Regions from separate parts of the Mus musculus genome. Here regions 1, 2 and 4 are each linked to region 3. Evidence: chromatin contacts called from public capture Hi-C and promoter capture Hi-C data. All regions are on one chromosome and are shown on one strand. The core of a region is the stretch at or near the end of the contact, and the rest is flanking DNA. Distances in the headings are between cores, read along the strand shown.

The links. Promoter capture Hi-C pulls out the DNA fragments that hold promoters and counts their contacts. Capture Hi-C pulls out chosen DNA fragments and counts their contacts.
Region 1: a contact with region 3 is called in a promoter capture Hi-C map of pre-B cells, with 10 times the contacts expected there. The contact joins the enhancer-like site here to the promoter of Mfsd9 in region 3. A contact is called at or near these places in 12 of 39 promoter capture datasets (the 3T3-L1 cell line, the C10 cell line, the HPC-7 cell line and 7 more), 4 of 484 Hi-C or Micro-C datasets (cerebral cortex, nephron progenitors, neural progenitor cells and 1 more) and 1 of 115 datasets of contacts at active chromatin or transcription factors (kidney).
Region 2: a contact with region 3 is called in a capture Hi-C map of embryonic tail, with 5 times the contacts expected there. The contact joins the promoter of Pantr1 here to the promoter of Mfsd9 in region 3. A contact is called at or near these places in 5 of 39 promoter capture datasets (the 3T3-L1 cell line, cranial neural crest, embryonic stem cells and 2 more), 4 of 115 datasets of contacts at active chromatin or transcription factors (astrocytes, embryonic forebrain, embryonic limb bud and 1 more) and 2 of 9 other capture datasets (embryonic tail and liver).
Region 4: a contact with region 3 is called in a promoter capture Hi-C map of hippocampal neurons, with 4 times the contacts expected there. The contact joins the enhancer-like site here to the promoter of Mfsd9 in region 3. A contact is called at or near these places in 8 of 39 promoter capture datasets (the C10 cell line, cranial neural crest, embryonic stem cells and 4 more).

The regions. Positions count from the first base shown.
Region 1 is chr1:42,770,625-42,775,950 of GRCm38.p6, reverse strand. No RefSeq gene overlaps it. Among named protein-coding and RNA genes, the nearest start is that of Dalir, 23 kb to the right of the region's middle. Within about 2 kb of position 1,825, at least 18 of the 459 cell types and tissues checked have an H3K27ac peak or open chromatin away from gene starts, as enhancers often do. A contact at or near this core is called in cerebral cortex, kidney and pre-B cells, where this site is marked.
Region 2 is chr1:42,692,007-42,696,911 of GRCm38.p6, reverse strand. Pantr1 (POU domain, class 3, transcription factor 3 adjacent noncoding transcript 1) reads left to right here and starts at 2,087. Exons shown (of 4, transcript NR_027826.2): 1 at 2,087-2,165. Pou3f3 (POU domain, class 3, transcription factor 3) reads right to left here and starts at 1,144. Exons shown (of 1, transcript NM_008900.3): 1 at 1-1,144. The region is part of intron 1 of Gm46091 (predicted gene, 46091); the gene reads right to left.
Region 3 is chr1:40,789,073-40,793,921 of GRCm38.p6, reverse strand. Mfsd9 (major facilitator superfamily domain containing 9) reads left to right here and starts at 3,265. Exons shown (of 6, transcript NM_172499.2): 1 at 3,265-3,437. The coding sequence starts at 3,303.
Region 4 is chr1:42,627,742-42,632,855 of GRCm38.p6, reverse strand. Gm30248 (a long non-coding RNA gene) reads left to right here. Exons shown (of 3, transcript XR_373380.2): 2 at 2,504-3,207. Among named protein-coding and RNA genes, the nearest start is that of Gm30248, 9.4 kb to the left of the region's middle. Within about 2 kb of position 2,700, at least 32 of the 459 cell types and tissues checked have an H3K27ac peak or open chromatin away from gene starts, as enhancers often do.

The sequences.
Region 1 (5,326 bases), core at 576-3,075, 2.0 Mb before region 3:
GTGTGTGTGTGTGTGTGTGTGTGTGAGTGAGTGTGTATGTGTGCAAGTATGTGTATAAGTGTGTGTGAGCCTGTATGTGTATGAGTATGTAAATGTGTGTATGGTGAATGTGTGTATGTGTGAGTGTGTGAGGGAGTGTGTGAGTATGAATGTGAGTATGTTTGTGTATGAGTGTGTGTGTGTGTGTGTGTGTGTGTGTGTGTGTGTGTGTGTTCACCCTTCTCCTCAGGAGTGCTCTGGCCATGGCCCTGGAGGGAGAATTGTGTATCTGAGAGCAGGTGTAGGGTGGAAGACAAGGCCAGTGAAGGGCTTCTATCAACCTTTGGTGCCTTTTCTAGCACAGTGCTCCCACTAATGAGCAGAGCCCACTAATGAGAAGAGGCTGGGTCTCTCCTTTTCCAGAGACTGAGCCCATTACCCTTTGGGTCCCCACCAGTCTGAAGGCAGCAGGCCTGCTTCCCAAATGGATGGCTTCCAGCTCAGTGTACCACTCCCATTCCTGGTGCCAGTGGCCGTGAATAACCTCACTTTTGTGCTTTTTAAAAAATATTTCTCTACCCCAGTTCTTTCCACACACACACACACCCCCAAGCTTGGTGGCCCCATGTGGTGATATTTCTTGAAATGTTAGATTCTTTCTTCCTCTATTCCCCCTCCAGTTCTGGAAGCATTTTGTTTCTGTACTGCTTTGTGAATCGGGTACTGAGTCCAGATCCTTGGGGCTTTAAAGTTGAATTAATTATTAAACAGGAAGGGGGCAGTACTTTTAGCAGGCGCCAAGTAACTAACTATACTTATACTGCAAGCTGGCACCGCTCCGCTATCCTGTGCTGTGGTTTGCTGAAGGCAACTGGAGATTTTGATTCTAGTTTTAATCATGCATTTCTGTATGTTTTGGGGCAGTGCAGAGTTGGCAAGCACAGGGCTAGGAAGCCAGGCTCCATCACCTACGGACCATTTTGACCGAAAGAGGGCTTTGGGGTTTTGTTCTGTTTTGTTCCTTTTAAAAGAAATCAGAAATACTTTGCCAGTTCATAAATCAATCTGAAGTTATCCACTTCCAACTGGTTATTTTTACCAGAGACAGGGCGGGCTTCTCTCTATCTATCTATCTATCTATCTATCTATCTATCTATCTATCTATCTATCTATATGTGTGTGTGTGTGTGTATATGTATATATATATGTATATATATATGTATATACATATACATATACATGCGTGTGTATATATTTTTTGGAATTAAAAAAATGTATTCTTGCTGACAATTATATATATATAATTTTCCCCCTTCATTGAAAACAGTGGGGTGTTTTGTTTCCCCCCAAAAGCCATTAGAAGGTTGACTTTGACTTTTTTGCTTTGTGTTATGATCCCTTTTTATTGATGTTGGGGGGGGGATAAGTGGACCAGAATGAGTCTTGTCTTTAAAAATGAAGATATGCCACAGTATTTCTTGACTTCCCGAATGTAGACATTGATACTTCTCACAAACTCACATTCCACTAGATCTGCTGGTCAAGCCTGTCCCAGTCGCGGCCGCGGCGTGTATGGGAACCAGGCATGTATGGGAAATGACAGAGTCCTGTGAATGCAGCTGGGTTAGTGTTTCCCAGGGAACCCAAGTTTTCAAGGTGACATAATAACAGCCTCTGGTAGCGAGGACAAGCTCTCTGACTCTGCCCGCATCGCCTTGCCCGCCTGATTTTCACCTGGCCTCTGGCTCCAGGGCATGCTTCACCAGGCAAGCTGAGGTCCCTCGGGTCTCACCCTGCGGATGCACGGTGGTGGAGACTGTTGGGTGGAGGTGGGGGTGGGGGCGGGGAGGAAGAGCTCTTTGAGTGCAGCTGGGTGTGTGGGCCGGGGTGTGAAGCAGCCTCAAGAGGAAAGAGAACAAAGATTTGGTTAAAAATTTAGATTCATGCTTATAAATTTGGAACATGGGGGAGAGGGAGCGAGGAAGCAACACGCCCCATTCTAGACCCCTCTCAGCCTACTGCTGATAAAGTGTATGTGAACAGACCCCTCGGAACGAAGCAGCTCTTCCAGGTCGCCCCTCAGCACAGGCCTCGACAAGCTACAGTACACATACCTTAGAACGCTTTCAAACTTGCAAGATGTTCTGTGAGCCTGGCTAGCCAAATACTCCTTTGCAGAGCTTACTTTCCCTCCTGGAATTAAAAAAAAATAAGAAAAAAAAGAAAAGTATCCTTGCTGACAATTCTTTCCTCTAAAAAGAATATGTAATTTTGCACCTCCTATATATTATCTAAATCTTAACTGTATAGTTTCCAACAGCTAATACATTTCATTATAATAATCCAATAAATGTAGTTACTGTGAACCAAACCATGAGGCCTAGTAGCTTCTTTTGAAAGATCCGTTAAGAGCCAAGGTTAGGTATCCACGGTAGAGCACTTGCCTCTCATGGGATGGGGCCTGCCACTCAATCTACCCAGTACTGGAAAAAAAAAAACAGTTACAAGAAATCAAGAAAATGTATACCTTTGAACCTTGAAACTGAGCCTTTCAACCACTCCTTACACTTGGGGCAGCAACACTTTATTCTACGCATCAGCTTTTGCCTTAGCTTTGGCTATGGGCTCTTGGTATTTAGGGTTCTGTGCTGGTCACACTGGGCTCATTCTGCTCCTCACCATAGTAACTAATTTAAGACCCATCTTGAAAACAGTATCTTTCTTGTAAGGTTCACGTGTTGAAGGGATGGAGATGGCACAGGTTCTCAGTCTCATTCCCCCCTCCTTTTTAAAAAATATATTCAGAACTGGCTTTACAAATTAAAAGAAAAATTAGATTACTGATCCTTGATTTAGCAAAGGTCCTGGTCTCTCTTACTCAAAAGTGGCTCCTGCTCTTGTCCCTCACCCGACTGAGATTTCCAATTCAAAAATAAAAAGAATATTGACAGCCTTAAATCCACCGTCATAGCAGTGAGTTGTTTATTTGTTTGTTTGGGGTCTTTGTATTCTTTTCCTGGTCTTACGGCTGGTAACTGAAGAAGCTGTACATTTCTTTAAGGAAAGTGTTACACTGTTGGTTGTTGTATAATGAGAATGTTTGTTTAGGAATATTTTGTTTGAGACTTCCTTCCAGGGGAGGGCCTCTTGTCTTACCATAGCACCCTTTGGAAGTGGAAAAAACAGCTTCACTTAGCTGGGAACAAAACTAGCAGACAAAAAATGATAACCCTCTTCACACAAAAAAGTAACTTTAATGTCATGGAGGATATTAATCATGCAGGCATTGATTTTTTTAAAAAACATTTTCCTTCCCTTACTTTTAAGGATAATCAAAAAACAACATGCATACCAATCTATGTTTTCCTGGGGACTTTCTAGGCTGACTGCTACAGAGAAACGAAGTTGGAAAGTGTGTTTCTGTCTGACCACGTCAACTATGCCCTAAAAGCCTACCAAGGTCTTCCTTTCCTTGAGATCAGTCGCTGGCCGGGCTATAGTTAGCCTTCCTAGCATGATGCTCCCAGCTGTAGACGATTTCGGGCTTCCCTACTGAGGTCCTGGGTGAGTCCAGCTACTTGCCAAGAGGCTAGCTGAGTCTGCAGGTGTATGAGCTACAGCCCTAGGCAGAGCTGCCTCTGCCTTCCCCTAAGGTCTCCCAGCCTTTCTGCAGTCCAGATGGTTCCAATCGGAGGCCTACACTCCACGCTGAAGCTGTATTGAGTTTCTTCCCTGAAACCAACAAACCCTGCTTCAGCATTTTGCTTGGATTAAAATATTTGTCCCTTTTTTTTTCACAGGGCAGGAGGAGGGCTCCCGATGCCTCCGAAGGAAGGAAATCATTACAGGCCCTACAGAAGTAGGTCATGTGCTACAGCTGCTCATAGTTTGAGAGGAAGAAACATCGGACCTCAAACCTGGAACACGACTCTTTCAAAATGTTTGTGAGCTGCCCAAGAAAAACATCCTCTCGAGTCTTATCTAATAAGCGTGATCTCTAATCGCCTCAGTGTGTGCCCGGCTTTCCTTAGGACTTTGCACCTCTTTCCCGGAGCTCAGGAGAGGCTCGGGCAGAACACAGAGAGCCTTAATGAAGGGGATTTAATAGTTTGTGTTAAAGCTAATATGGTCCATTAGGAGCTGTCATTTTTATAAACAATGAAGATATGTTACCCTCTTCTGGGGTGGAAAGCTATCCCTCGAAAGACCTTGTAAACATCCAGTAACGATCTGTGGACCACGCATGACCGGCAATTAAAGTACTGCTCAGAAAGTAGGGTTTCCCTCACATATTTGGTTTCTTGCTAAATAAACTCATAAAGATCATACATGTGTAAGCGTACACTTATGTTAGAAACAACAACAACATGAGTGTGTGTATTTCATTAAGGAAATTAAAGGACTGTTATCTCTTCAGTGACTCTGGTTTAAGCTCAAGGAACATCAGCAGGAATTGTTAGTTTAGTTAAGAGACGGCTTTTCAGTCTTAATTCTTATGGTTCTGAAACTTTAGGAAGTCGTAAGATTAAACCTCCCCAGTGCTCAGAAAGGCACAGCTCTGACCCTTAATGGCCATAAATAAAAAAGAATGTCCTCAAAACTTGTTACAAGATACCTGGGAAATTTAGTTTGTAGGTGCAGCAAATTCCAGGGGAGACCATGGCCTTTGAGAGGGAAGGAAGGCGCTTGAAAAGCTGAGGTCTCAGCAATCCTCTGACTTTGTAAATAGAATTTGCTCCTTTTTGCATACAAACACACACACGCACATGCACTTGCACACGCACGCATCCTTTTTTTTCTCTTAAAGACAAATGATTATTTTTCACAGATTCCAAGTTTGACAGAATCTGATAAAATTTTGTATAAACCTTAACATTTCCCATTATGCATAGATGTGAAAAAGACAGACATTGCCGGGGTTAAAATCATTCTAGTTGTTCACATATACTTGAAACCTCAAGTGACAAGTTTGGTTTTTTTTTTTTTTTTTTTTTTTTTTTTTGAGGCAGCCTCAGGCAGGAACTTGCTATCAAGGAAGGAACAAAACAGCGTTTTGAAAGCAGATTACAAATCCCTCCTAACAAAGCAAAATCAAACTGCAGATCGATAAGTGCAGCTGGGTTTAAACTGTTTCCTTATAAAATCCTCAAAAAAACTTTTTTGAATAATAGGCTAAAGGCTGAACTTTCATGCTTCGGAGCAAGCCCCTTCTGGAAAAATCTTTCCTCTTCCTCCAGGGAGCCGCTCTTAGGAAGAGCTGCGGCTGCTGCTCTTCCTTCTTTTTGCTGAGCTGAGCCTTGTGTTGTGGCTGGAAAAGGCTGATAATGCGGCTTCCAGAGGAAGGGAA
Region 2 (4,905 bases), core at 838-3,337, 1.9 Mb before region 3:
CGCTTGGCAGGGCGCGGGGGTCGCCGGCTAGCCTCGGTCAGCAGCAGCCGCCGCTGCAGCAGGAGCAGCGCCCTGGGGAGGGGGGATCGCTTCTCCGGGCGAGCTCCGTGGCCAGCCCCTTCAGGGGGGGTCGTGGTCTCCCCCCTGGCCGGGAGCGATCGGCTGGCTCCAGCGAGGCTCGCCCACTGGGGCGGGGACCCGTACTTCGGGCGCTCTCTCGGGGAGCAAGGGCTCCGCGGCTCCTCCTGTCCTCGGACGAGTGCGGACTCTGGCCCGGCACAGGGCTCTGTCCACCTGCTAAGCGAAGGTTTCACGGGAGACAACAAAGGACGAAGCGGTTCCTTTCTTCCTTGGCCAAATTGTGGGTGGCCAGCAATCTGGCCGCTCCTAGTTGGTCCGCTGTCTTCCCTGATCTTCAGCAACACATCTTACTGTTTCCCCTTACTATAGTAAAACTTTTCCGGTCCTTACAGGCGTGGTGATGCTGGCGGCTCGCGTCTGCGGAGTGGGGCGGCTGGCTCCTGTTCTGCCCCCCTGGTTCGCTTCTTTCAAGTTTTGTTTTGTCCTAGGAAAACTTCTTGCGATGGTGCATTTCTCTGAAGTTGTTATTGCCGGAGCTCTTGGACGTCTCTGAAACAAGAGTCCCTTTTCATGTTCCTCGCGACACTCACAGTCTGGTGCGACATCTTTCCTTTTGGGTAGAAATTAGGAAACAAATATAACAAGGCAAAAATTGAACAGGAAAAAAAAATGTCGAATTGTTCTGTTACCTTGTTGCTGAAGGTTGGGGTTGATGTTTTATTTTTTCCCCGGCAGTTGTCTGGAGAAGGAGGAGGAAGAAGAGTGCATTGGTGGAGGTGGAGATGTGTGTGTGCATACAGGGAATCCTTGATACACAACCAACTCCTGTGGGCACGTTGTACCGCTCCTAGAGTACCCGACGGCGGGCGCGGGAGCAGGCGTGCCGGGGCAGAGTTGCAGCCGGAGCTAGCTCTGCGCCCGGATTCTCTCTCTTTCTCTCTGTCTCACTTTCCCTCTCTCTCTCACTCTCTCTCTCCCTCTCTCCTTCTCTCGAGCGCCCGCTCCCGCTAGGATCTGACAGTTCGCTCTCCGTCCCTCCCTCTCAGAGCAGGGACTGTCGAATGTTTACCCTCCGCCGCAAGCGCGCACCCACCACCACACTTTCCCAAATACAAGGAAGTCGAGCACCAGGGCCCCTGCTGATTGGCTACCCGCTGGGTGATTGGCAAGCCTGGAATGACTGGCTTAGGACGCCTGGCCCCCCTTCCGGCCGTTCCGATTGGTTGCTTTTTAATTTAGGCAGAGCGTCGTAGAAGCTGGAAATCTGTTGTCCCCCCCCCCCCGCCCCATCCTCCCTCCTCCGCGCCACTTTCCCCTCCACGCCCCTCCCCCTCCGCCCCCTTCGTCGTCCCCCCCCCTCGCTCCACCCCTCCGCCACATCTTAACTCTTAGTGTCCAGCCCAAACGTCTGCGTTCCCTTGGCGGCTCCCTGTGTTCGCGATTGGTCTGGGGGGGTTGGGAGAGAAATGGAAGAGAAAAGGAGGGGGCGGGTAGAAGGGGGACCAGGAGGAAAATGAAGAGGGGAAAAAAATCTTGAAAAATAGCAGTCTACCCATTCTACCTAGACTGCGTTGTGTCGCACCCCCACCCCACGCGAGAGATTTGTAAAGCGCGCGCCGCGGATGTACGTTCAAGCTAATACCTATAGACAGATGTGTCCCCACTGGTTTCAAAGTTTCCTCTTCCCTTCACGCGCGGGCCCCCATCTCTGTCCTGCAGGAGGTGGGAAAGGAAGGCTTGCCTCGCGCAGAGCTCCTGTGGCCAAGCTTCTTGGAAATCCGCCACTGCAACTTTGTGCAGCCGCGGCGCGCCGGCGGCGACCCTCTTTGTTTAAGTTCTCGGATGCCATCATCTGGGAAACCTGCAGCCCTGTACCAGCGCGGGGCCCGCGCGTGCGAGTCCGACCGCTTGCTGCGGCTGCTCGCTCTCCAACCCCCCCTCCCTCCTTTCCTCCCTCCCACCCACCCTCCTCTGGGATTCTTGCAAGTATCGTGCGTGCCCTTGTGAGTTTGGAGGGTGCCGGTCAACGAAGCCACGCGAGGTATTTGAAAGGCAATCAGCCCGACCGTCCCCCTAGATTCATCGTAAGTGTATTCGATCCCAATGCCTTTAGAATGCAGTGTCTGCCTCAGCTCGCCTAGAGGGCCTAGGGCTGCTAGCTGCTCACCCGCCCCCCACCCCGGTCCCCTTTACCGCTGACTCGTGTGTGTGTGTGTGTGTGTGTGTGTGTGTGTGCGTGCGTGTGTGCGCGCGTGTGAGTGTGTTCATTGGTGGGGTTTTCACTCGCTTGCTATTCTTGGGCATGGGGACGCTTTATTTTCCTCTTTCTTTGGGTCTCAGGTTTTGCGAGGTGGCTGTGACCGCTGTCGACAAGTGCTTTCTCAGCCGCAACCCAGCTGAAAGAGTTAAGGGGCCCGGGAGGAGGAGTGCGCCCGGTAGGCGGGAGAAGAGGGGGTGGTGTGGTGTGTGTGTGTTGGGGGGGGGGGGGACGACGCGGCCAAGCGGAAACGCCGCACAGAGGAACCTCAGCGAACCAAGAAAAAAGAGAAAGTGGCAACGAAAACAAGGACAAATTAAATCCTCCTTGGGGATTTCCAATGAACTAACCCAATTCGGACATTCAATAAATACACGACTCTTAATGAGTGTGCGTGTGCTTGCACCCCGCACCCTCAGCTGCAGGGCACCGGACCGCAATCTGCAGTTTCTAGTCCAAGCAGCAGCCGAGAACGTAACCCGGCGGTCGGTGTGCTCCGAATATAAAGAACTGGCCTGCCTTCTCCCCGATGCATAATTTCTCTAGAGGGCTCACTTCTGTGAACTCAGTTACAGAGGGAGCTCTCCAGCTCAGCAGCAGCCTCGCAGCCTCTGCGTGATCTCGAGATTAACCGTAGACGCGGGGCATTTATGTAGGATCGGGTCCAGCTCCTGCTTGCCGGGGTGAAAAGATACCATCGTAGAAACAGATCTAAAAGGCAGCAGTAACCAAAGCCCCAAAACAGAACGGATTCCCCCCTCCATTCCAAAAGGTTCCTTTTTATATTTATATATGCGTATATGTATATATAAAAGATGGAACACAGATTTCATTGAATAAATCTGAGATCTCCAGGTGCAGACGTTTGAATAGTCGGTGCCAGCACCCCGTGTTTTCCTTTCCTGCCGATTTTGCTTGGATCCGGCTCAAAAACCGAAAGAGTCTCGTGGTTTTGTTTACACTGAATGGGGAGGATAGGAACAGAGCCATGGGGCCGCCTTTCATTAATATACAGTGAGGATTTTGTCTAAATTACTGCTATGAGTTTCACAGTACACGCTTTCAAAAGCCGTCTCAGGTGGCCTGATGAAACGGGATAGCGCCTCAGCAAACAGATCCACTTTCTTTCTTTGCAAGGAGGGTGTGCACGTTCGGGAAGCCCCCCAAACGCTGTGCTCCTCAATAACAGAAACGCACTTCTGTTCCCAGGTCTGTCCCCTTCTCTCCCCCCACCCCCCACGTACTTAGTTCTCAAATCGCTCCCCAGCTTCCCCCCTCCCACCCCACCCAATCCTCCCCCTCCCTCTGCGGAGTGTGATTGTTTTGTCTGGAAAAAAAAATCCAAAGTATATAACAAGGGGAGAACAGTTAGTGCTGATTTTCATTTGCATACATTTTCATATATTTTGGTGAAAATAATAGACGAGAGAGAACCGGGCTTAGAGGAGTCAGTGTAAAGAGAAGGCTAAGGATAACTCGGCTCTGGAGAGTAGAGAATATGCCTTCTCTTCTGCCCCTCCAGGAACCTTACTTTTTTTTTTTTAAACAAAAAACAAAAACAAAAAACAAAAACCAAAAACCAAAAACCAACCACCACCTTTTATTTAAAAGTCTAACCTTGGGAATTTGCTGGGTAAGTGTTTTTTTTGTTGTTGTTGTTGTTTTGTTTGTTTGGTTTTTCTTGCTCTGCTTCCTCTTTTTCCTTCCTTTCTGGTGTATTGTTTATTTGTGTTCTTGAAGGTTTGGAAGCTTTATTTTCATTGCTTGGGAGGAGCGGGGAAGGGAAAGTGTGTGGAAGGGAGTTAGTAAGACAGGTCTGACGTTGCTAAAATAATACATAAAAAGGTGGACTGATTCCAATGGCCCTCACAGCAAGAGCTTTACCCTTCTGAGAGAGAGAGAGAGAGAGAGAGAGAGAGAGAGAGAGAGAGAGAGAGAGAGAGCTATTAATTTTAGTTGTTGATCATGAGAGGGGTAAACCCTAGAAATGAGTTGTTTACTAAACATAAATATTTCTTATTTGGAATTTTCCCCAGAGAATCAGGGCTGAAGAGGGAGATGCCTGGCCTGTCTTGGTGGGGGTGTCTGAATTGTGAGTCTGCCCAGATTAGGACAGGGAGCTGTAGGATCCAGTGAAGAGGGGAGGGGGCTGGCAACCAGAGGGCAGAGGGCTAGAGATGAGGAAGAAGTGAGGGAGAAGAGGCAGGAAGTCAATGTCCCCCTAGTTAAAGCTGCAAGTGGGGAGCAGGCGGTGTGTGCTGGCTCAGTAGTGAAAACCCATCAGAAAGAAGGTGATCAATCAAAACTAACCAGGATATCCTGGGTCTCCACTCCCCAAGGACAATGGAGCTTCAGTATAGAGAACCAGATTTTCCATGTTTTCTATTTTTGACAGTCAGATCTATCCCTCCTTATCACTATCTCCCGGTTTTATAAAATTCAAGGATATACTTACTTAAATAAATATGGCCGAAAGAAATAGCGATGCTAAGTCCAGGCCAGTGTGATTATGTTACTTTAGTGAAATGGTCTGGGGATGATTTTTTAAATGCTTCTTGGATTTGTTC
Region 3 (4,849 bases), core at 2,016-4,515:
CCAGTGTCCCCTAAGTCTAATCAAATATAACCGTAGAAAGAGAGAGAGGGGAAGATGGAATACATACACACAAGACTAGACAATGGAAGCACAGGGAGATGCAGCTTTAAGCCAAGGAATGACTGAACTGCCAGCAGCTGGGGGTGGGGGGGAACAAAAGGAAACAGAGAAATAGTTTTTCTACGAGACTCCCCCGAAAGGAACACAGCCCTCTGTCTTAGTCAGGGTTTCTATTCCTGCACAAAACATCATGACCAAGAAACAAGTTGGGGAGAAAAGAATGTATTTAGTTTACATTTCCACATTGCTGTTCATCACCAAAGGAAGTCAGAACAGGAACTCAAGCAGGAGCTGATACAGAAGCCATGGAGGGATGTTACTTATTGTAACAATTGTAAGCTGAAATATTTCTTCCCTAGTTGCTTTTTGTCATAGCTGCTTATCACAATAAGAGAAAGCAGACTAGAACAAATCTATCATCTAATTAATAGAATTAAGCTATAACATAGCTATATTATGAGGTCTGTGACTTCTTCAAGAAGATTTCTGAATCTGGGGAAATAATTCTACCTTGACTGATGGAACATAATAGCATTCCAAGCCTCTAAGAATTAGTGGCAATTTGAGACAATGTCTAGTATTTCTCAGCCAATGAGAGTGGTCTCTTTTGCTTGCTATCCTCCTGTGGTGTAGTTTGTATCATGAATCTGCCTGTAAGGCCCTTAATGAGACTGTGGGACCTTGGCACTTTCCCTGCTTACTGTTGCTTCACAGCCATGAAGTGATACCTTTGCTCTATTACACATTGCACTGATGATGTCGCCTTGCATAAACTGTGAGCAGCAGGACTGCCTGATCCTGGGCTAGTGTGCCAGGAGACTAGGAGCCACACCAAGATGAGTATTCAGAAGAAGCCAGTTGAGAAGGTGGGGGGGTGGGAGAGAGAGAGAGACAGAGAGAGATAGAGAGAGAGAGAGAGAGAGAGAGAGAGAGAGAGAGAGAACTCTTCCTTACCCAGGCTACATGCAACAAACAGCCAGAATGAGTGAAGCCACAATATACAATGAGGGCAAGAGACAGGCTGCATCGGTGATTATGGGTCCACATGCCTCAAGGCTCAGTGCTTCTGAGCATAGATGGGCCTTTCCCCTATCACTAGGTCATTCCTATACCTGGAACTGTTTTTCATTTCTCAATAATTTTTCTCCAATTTCATTTATATTTATGTGTTGTTGTGCAATCCTTTGTCCTGGGACAAAAGAATATGGACACTCTACCAAGAGTCCTCTAAACCCACCCTGCCCACAACACTAGAAAGCTCCAAAGTGTGAGCCTAAGAAAGTCAGTTCCCTTTATAATTCTCTCTGGCACTTTGCTGTGATGATAGAGCACTAACTGGACAGCCACACTACCATAGGGCTGTGGACAGCCACACTACCATAGAGCTGTGGACAGCCACACTACCATAGAGCTGTGGACAGCCACACTACCATAGAGCTGTGGACAGCCACACTACCATAGAGCTGTGGAAAGCCACACTACCATAGAGCTGTGGACAGCCACACTACTGAAGGGCTGTGGTTGCCTAAGGAAGCTGTGAAGGTTTATGGTCTGGAGACATATAAGTGCCTCAAGACTCTGAATGAGCTATTCATTCAAAATGCTCTGCCTATGGTTTGAGTAAATTGAGGGACTGCAGAGGGGACTCTTCAATTTCAGGGAATCAAGTCAGACTTTGAACTATTAATTCTAGTCTCTTCTGTGACAAAACTTAAGAAATGCTGTTAGTAGGTGTTGGTTTTCTTCTGTTCCAGATCCCATAAGGAAGCAGCCACAGCCAAAGATTTCTGTAGGCCAAGGCATTTTACCTGATACACACACACACACACACACACACACACACACACACACACACACACAGGAGCTTGTGCTTGCATGCACATGGGCTCACACAACTGAAGTGGGGCTACTGACAATGGTTAATAGTTCACTAACTATTAAATATCACACATCTACTTTGTTTCTGTCCACTGCTCTCAGAATGAAACCTCTAGGCTATAGATGACTGAAACCCTGTTTATTCTACATCTTTGTGTTTGGATGTTTTGGTCACACCCATCTTGAAGCCTAAGGCACTACAGACTCTACTTCTTTGGTCAGCACATTGGGAACAAGCAAAAGGAATGTATTCTAAATTCTACCATTTCGTTTTCCATTTAATCACGAGGAGAAAGTCAAGTCAAGGTCCCAGGCCCTAGGGAGCTGGGGAGTTCGCTATAGCTGAACAGCTTCTGCTGTAAGGAAACAGTTGTCTGAGTCCAGATATCTCAGGGACAACTAACTTTTCCATCTTGGCTGGCAGGGTCAAACAAAATTCATGTTCCCATGTCCAGGAACCTACTCCTATCCTGATTGATGGAAACGCCCTTGCTCAACCCCTTATCTTTAAATATGATTGACAATGTTACAGCCCACCCAGCTCCCCCTCTCTTTATGGTTTCCTGCTTTAACTATGCTATACAGTATCTCTTTGAGATCATAGTTCAGCTCTCCTGTCTTTTCTGTGGCCCTGATTGATTAATAGTGTCTTGGTTATAGTAAGTTTTTGTCATCTGCATCGCCCTGAAGTTTGAGTTCCGTTGGATTTAAGCAGATCCCACAAGCACACCAAGGCTCACACTTCCTTATGTCACGTGTCCTCTAACTTTTGTGTATCTCTCTATTGTACGTTTATTATTTACAATTCTTCATGCTTTTCATGGTGTGCTCCTGTTACTCCCTGAAGCCCAACTCTCAGCCTATTTCTGGCCTGTTTTCCTTGTAGAGCTACGAAGTGCTGACTAATGCTTACAGACTTCTTGGATATCTAGAAGTCTCTCTAAATTACTACCCATTGTTTTTCAAATGCATACGAAAGCTTCCACAGCCACCTTAACTCGTTCCAGGTCTGTAGAGCCAAGTAGGAAGTAGGGCCCTGGGTCTGTGATCCTTAAAGCCAGAACGGCTATCACTGAAGAAAACCTGGTACTAGCAAAAAGACACAATTCCTTCGTGCCTTACACCACCAGGGAGCGAGGAAAGATGGCACCAGTCACTTGTCACAGAACTTGCGATCTTGAATTAAGACGCCCGCGGTAGGTACCACCACAACAGTAGTCACACCCACCCAGCGGCGCGACCTTCCATCTGCGCAGGCGCACGCAGATCGCTTCCGCCATGGGCGTGGTCAATCCTGGGCGTGGCCACGGCGGGGGCGTGGTCTGCAGTCGGCTAAGCTGTCCGCACCCCCAGCCCTCCTGGGAATGGCGCTGGGGGTCCCGGGGCACGGGGCTTCGAGGCAGGATCTAGCCTCGGAGACCCCGGTGACAGCCACAGCACCGTCTAGTGCTGTGAGCTCCCGCCGCTTCCTGCTCTGGCTCTACCTTGTAGGCTTCTTGGTGAGTGCCCGCACCGGGGCTGGGGAAAAGCACCAAGTCTCTGCAGACTTGCACTTACCTCAAGTTCCCGGGTATTTTACACAGCTCCAGCCCGGAGTCTGAAGTGTGCTGTGAGGTGCCTCCTCTTGCCCTTTCACCACTGACCTCAGGTGTGACTCCTTGACCCTGGAGGGGTCTACACTGGAGGCCTTAAAGCTGGAGATTGGAAGTTAAGGTGAACGGCACACAATTGTCTTTGGCAAAATGGCATGTGTTTTTGTTTTGCTATAATGTCTGTGCATGTGTGTATTGGTTTGGTCCACAAATAGTCCTTTGCCCTGTAGAATGAGAAGCTTAAGAAGTTATTCTCCCATCCATCTGTTTATTAATGAAGTTTCATTACTAATGAATATTCATGAAGTTTCTGAATGCCTGCCGCGTGTGGTACATGCCCTGGAGCACTGACATCATAAGCAGTTTCTGCTTCCAGAGAATTTACAGTCTTAGTCTTGGACCCTGATTCACACTGGCTCCTCTTTCAAGGCGAGGTTTAGTTCAATAGGCCTGGTTATAAGCAGCCGGAAAAATCTTTCAGTAGGATTTCTTCATCAGGCAGACGGAACCAATTAGTTGAATGATCAGTGGGAAAAGACTTTGTGGCAGGTATCTATCTGATTGGCACTGAACCTGAGAAAACAATTCCTATTGTTCCCTGTCCAGATGAAGTAAGTCTACTCTTTTTTTCCAGACTGAAGGGTTGCTGGAATTAGGAGTTAGCATGCTGAGCCATGTAGCTAAGGAACAGAGAGGCAGCCTCTGTTTGGATTCCAAATTGTCCAACAGTTGGTAGAGGTTCCGTTTAATTAATGCTTGTTAGAATCTTGAAAGAAGTAGATTTCACCAAATGTCTGTATTCACCGAGCTAGAAGGTATTGAGTACCATGCCTGAGAGATATCTCTGCCTAAAGTATACTTTGCAGGTCCCAAGATATACAGTTTCCCTTCTTAGGCTCCCTGCCTTGACTTTAGAGAGTAATGTCCTTGCTTTTTGGTTGTACTTTAGGGATGCAGACATTATTTACTTCCACTGTGTAGTCTGGTTGTTCAGAATCCAAAGCTGGGGAGTGGATGTTTCTGGGAAAGGATGCTGACTGTCATCCACTGGGGTGATGCACGTCTCCAACCTGCTGAGGCCCCACCACAGAGGGCACGAAGGTTATATGTGGAAAAGACTCAGGCCCTCACTTGGAACATTCAGACTTCACCCAGAGGGTAGCAGCAACTACCGGGAGTTAGAATTCACAATAGTTTGGGAGTTACGATGAAATCAAGCAGTTCATACATCATTCATTCTGTGCAGCCTTCCAACACAGACTTGGAGACCCACACCCTCTGCTGTTTGCCATATGCCGTGCACATGGTAAATCCAGTCT
Region 4 (5,114 bases), core at 1,451-3,950, 1.8 Mb before region 3:
CAGACACACACACAGACACACACACACACACACACACACACACACAGACACACACACACACAGACACACACACAGACACACACACACACAGACACACACACAGACACACACACACAGACAAACACACACACAAACACACACACACACACACACACACACACACACACACACACACACACACAAGCTTATTTTTAATATGCTTTTTAGTTCAATGGCCAGGCACTTCTAAACCTCTTGTGGCTAACATGCCCTTGCCTTCACTCCCAGCTCAATACCTCTAAATCTGCCCTCAACTTGTTGCCTGGTTATCTTCTCCTTGTTCAGCACCCTAAATTTGTCCTCAGCTTACTTGTGCTCCTAATCTCCTGCCTGCTAGCTACTCTAGTACCAGTCAGGCAAGCAGCCAATGGCCACTCCACCTGAGATCTCCCATGACTGGTGGCTCTCTCTCCCTCTGAAGCATGGTGAATTTTCTTTTCCTCTGGTGTCTCCTAGCCTGTCTGTGGAAATCTGGAAGCCCTGCATCTTCCTCCCAGCCATTGGCTGCTAACATCTTGCTTCATCAAGCAAGAACCAATTGGGGAACAGGACCTTCAGCTCTCATGCGCAGATTCCCGATCAAAGCATCAGAATGACTCCCTACAGTTACTGAACAATTTTAAGCCAGACTTGTGGTAGAAGAAGGATAGGTCGCTTGAATGTCTAAATATATTTACCGCTTTGTGGACAAATCCCATGACAAGATATGTGTGTGCAGTTGCTCCTGGTAAGGTGCACTGGCTCTTGTAGTTTGAATGTGAATGTATCCTGCAGGTTCTGTGGTTGAATAATTGGGTCTTCGTCTTGTGGTGCCATTTGAGAAAGTTAGAACTTTTAGGCAGTGGAACCCTGCCCAGAAGGAGGAAGTGCGTCAATATAGGTGGGGCTTGGAGCGTTTAAAGCTTGTTCCCACTTCCTCATTGCTTTCTGTTGCTGGATTGACGATGCAATGTGAGCCAATGGCCTTGATCTAGTTGCCAGGCCATGATGGACTAGTGTCTACCCTGGAACATATAAGGCATAGAAAACCCATTCTCTTTTAAATTACCTGTGCGAGGGCATTTTGCCACAATAACAGAAATGAGACTTTACAAAGAAAGCTTTTGCAGGTTGAAAACGTTGTAAGCAAAATCAAGGAAGAATTTCTGTAGCCATATATTTAAACTTGTCCATAGTTATAAGCAGAAGCTGATTTTCTTAAAGGTTCCATTGGAAGAAAGGATTCTTAAGCAGCATGCTGTCCCAATTCCAAATGGCTGGAGGTGCTGCTTAGGAGCTCAGGGTGATGTCACCTTCAGTGTGCTTGCTTCCGTGGTGTGGGCCAGGCTGATGAAAGAGTTTCCCTAGAGGTGCTGAGCCTTGCTGCTGCTTCTGAGTGATGTGAGAGTTGTTGCCATGGGGATTAGAAAGCTCCTAAGGGGCCTGGACTTTGAAAGTTCTTCTAAGTTTAGAGACAGTAAAGAAGTGGAAATACTGAAATTTAAAATTAAATAGTTAAGCACACTGCAATATATGCTTAATGATAACATATATTTAAATTAAACATAATCAAAACAAATACTTTAAATTACAAATCAAACCTTCCCAGATCATTAAAGCTGCCTATTTTTTACAGGCAACTGAAACCTATATTTAAGAGCTTCCATTTTCTTCAAATATTAATTGAATTTTCTTTCAAAGCTACGGATGGAACCCAGGGTCTCAGTCACGTATGTAGTCAAGAACTTTACTATGGAACTTGAACCCCAAAGAATTAATTTTAAGGCAAATATTACTTCTGATAAGGCCAATATTTCTGGCTCAGAAGTTAAGAGGACTAGCTGCTCTTTCATGAGGACCAGAGCTTAGATCCCTGCACCCATGTTAAGAAGATTACAGACACATATAACCACAGCTCAGAGGGATCTAATGTACTCTGTGCCTTCTGTGGGCACCTTCATACACATGTGCTCACACACTTGCCCAGACACATGCACACTATATAAAGAAAATTAAATTAAAATCAAGAAGCAGTAGTATATCTCTTTTGACATGATTATCAACAGGGAAGGAGCTAGTTCCATCTCCAGGTTCAGAGTGTGATGCAGTCAGTCCTGGGCCCTTCATTCTCAGCTTGTTAATGCCCTCTGAAATAGAAAATTGATTTTTTTTTTTTTATTAAAAACCAGAGAAGTGATGTCAGGGTCTGAATTCATTCCAGTCAAGTCTATTTAGAGCAGTGGTTCTCAACCTTCTTAATGTTGCAAACTTTTAATACAGTTCCTCATGCTTTAGTGACCCCCCCCCCTTAATCATAAAATTATTTTGTTGCTACTTTATAACTGTGATTTTGCTACGGTTATGAATTTTAATGCAAATCTTGGTTGTCTTTGATGGTGTTAGGCGACCCCTGTGAAAGGGTCGAGACCCACAGGTTGAGAACCACTGATTTAGAGCCTTCTTTGTTTTTGTTTTTCTAATCTAGGAAACCTGAAAGAACAGAGGTCCACTGTCAGCATTTGCACAGGAGGAAGTATTTCGAAGCCCCCATCACCTCGTCTGGCCTTATAGACCTGCTGATGAGGAAGGCCTTCTGCTCCCCTCCCCCAACCCTCTCCTCTTTCCATCTCTTGCCTAAAGGCTGCTCCGTTTGGGGGACTGTGCCCAAGGTGCTGCATGGTCGACCGACCGACCCCAGAGAAAGGCAGGCATCATCATCTCAGCTGCTCCCTCTGCTCTAAGGACCGGGGACTAGGAACATTCTGGCAAGAGAAGGGAGGGGGGGCCAAGCTTGGAGTCACACATGGCTGCATTTCGTATGGCAAGGCTTTCTTGTTTGTGCTTTCTTCCTATGGAAAAAAAAAAGGCTCTGGAAGGGGCCTGGGGAGCCAGATCAAATGTTCAAATGTACTGGCAGGGAGCCAAGGCTCAACTTCTCTGCCAGGAACTCCACGTTCTCAAGTCTTCACTGCTGTTGAAACTGATCGGGAAGGTTAATGAGATTAATATGGCCAAACACTGTGGGCTTCTGGGAAGCAAACAGCCAGGTAGGGAGGCCCAGTGTTGGACCAAGGTGGCTGGAAATAAGGTATACAACCCACTCCTAGAAAAGCTTGAGTGTTTTTACCGGACAATCCCTGTGCCGGGGCTGGCGAGGGAAGCGCACAGAACTCTACGTCATTGCTGAGGGTGAGTGAGTGACCTGGTCGGTTTTCATCTCACCAGCTCTGCCTAGCACTTGCCACCTATGTAGTTCCCCTAGTGACTTTTTTTTTTTTTTTTGCAAAAGAGTTTGAGTGTTTCATGAAAAATGGTGAAATAACACAGCCATGGGGGGGGGGGGAATCCAACTGGGCATGGGACAGAAAGTTGAAATGTCTCTATTGCGGGGACATGCCTTGAATAGATTTTTGAGCAAAGAGGAGAAGAGAGTTTTCTCTCTCTCTCTCTCTCTCTCTCTCTCTCTCTCTCTCTCTCTCTCTCCCTCTCTCTCTCTCTGTATTTATGAATATTTAAAAATGATATATAAGTGGAAGGACATGAAGGAAGAAGAAGTTTGGGTAAATCTATAAAACCGCCACAATTTATGAAGAGTTTAAAAGGCAATTTCTTTTAAAGGGGCAAATTCCTAATTTCCCACATAAAAGTATGGGAATTGAATGGTAAATCCTTCTCCACCGACAAGCCCTCTGAAAGAGGCATGAAAAAGAGTTACTGTTCCCGTCCATTCATGCCTCCTGAAAGCCATGGATGTGACACTCACTGCCCCGGAGCACGCAGCCTGTGGTTTCAAAGCTGCCGGGTGACTTCTCAGAAATGATCTATTGTGGCGCTTTGTTTCGTCCGGGTCACCCTCGTTTTGTTCTGCGAGGGCTGTGTTACTCTTCTGCCATTAATCCACCCTGTCTTCTCTTCTCTATTCAGAGGCACATTTCACTCCTCATCGTGCCCAGAGCGGGGATGAAGTGTCTGAGAAAGGCCTAGTGCTCTGCATGGCAGAGAGGGAGAGAGAGAGGGAGAGAGAGAGAGAGAGAGAGAGAGAGAGAGAGAGAGGAAGAAAGGAAGGGAAGCCATTTGAGGAGTAGCCAGGGTGGAAAAGGGAGTATTGGGTGGTGGCTTCATCCACTCAAGTGGACTCCAGGGACTCAGCTACACAGCTTTTGCATCTCTGGGGAAGGGGCATCCTGACACAGATCTCATGGGAGATTGTCCTTATTTTTCATCTTTGGCTTGATCTGCTCACTCATAGTTTGACAAATACAGACTACATGTAGCTCAAGGGTTGGCAGGCTGGAATGGACTGCAAAAAAGATACAATTATTTCCAAAGGAAAAAGATTAAGAAGAAAAATTAAACCTCAAACCTGCCATTTGGTTAGTATCTCAGATCGTGTTTGCATCCCTCCCATCTCATTGGAAACCCCCTTTTATCTGATTTTATCCAAAAATTACTTTCTTACACCCACCTTCTGGGTCACTTACTTTTAATATAGTTGGCAGGGACTATCCAGAGGTCTCCAAGGATCCCATGATAACTTTGTTAAACCATGCCAATTATCAGTGGATCTGATGTCTCTCCTTTGTACTCCATGCACAGGGGTTGCAGGTTTTTGTCCATCAGATCATACAGAGACTACAGACAATGGTAGCCATGGACTAAAGAGGGGCCTCTGAAGCCATCCAATTTCCTTTATAGCTGGTCCAGTGGTTGGTCCATTTCCCTGGGCTTAGGCTGCTCAGTTCTGATAGCCTGAAGACAAGAAGCAGCTACCATCCGCACAGACCCTGAGCCCAATGTGTTTCCCAGGGATGAACAGTGGGCAAAATGACAAACAGGGGAACAGCGAGGTCTCAAAATTCAGCTGAATGCTGACTCATTTTCACTAAATTGTGAATCTAAGATTAAGTTTTTTTAAGTTGCAGCAGTTAGGGAGACGACGGCTCCGTGAAAAGGAACACAAGCTTGTGAGTGTGAGTTCAGAGTTCAAATCCCTTACAAAACAGAACCCACTTAAAAAGTCACTGTCTGACTCAGAGACAGACCCTGACTGAAGGCAAGAAGGTGGGGAGCCACACAGGCGATACCAGACATCTTCA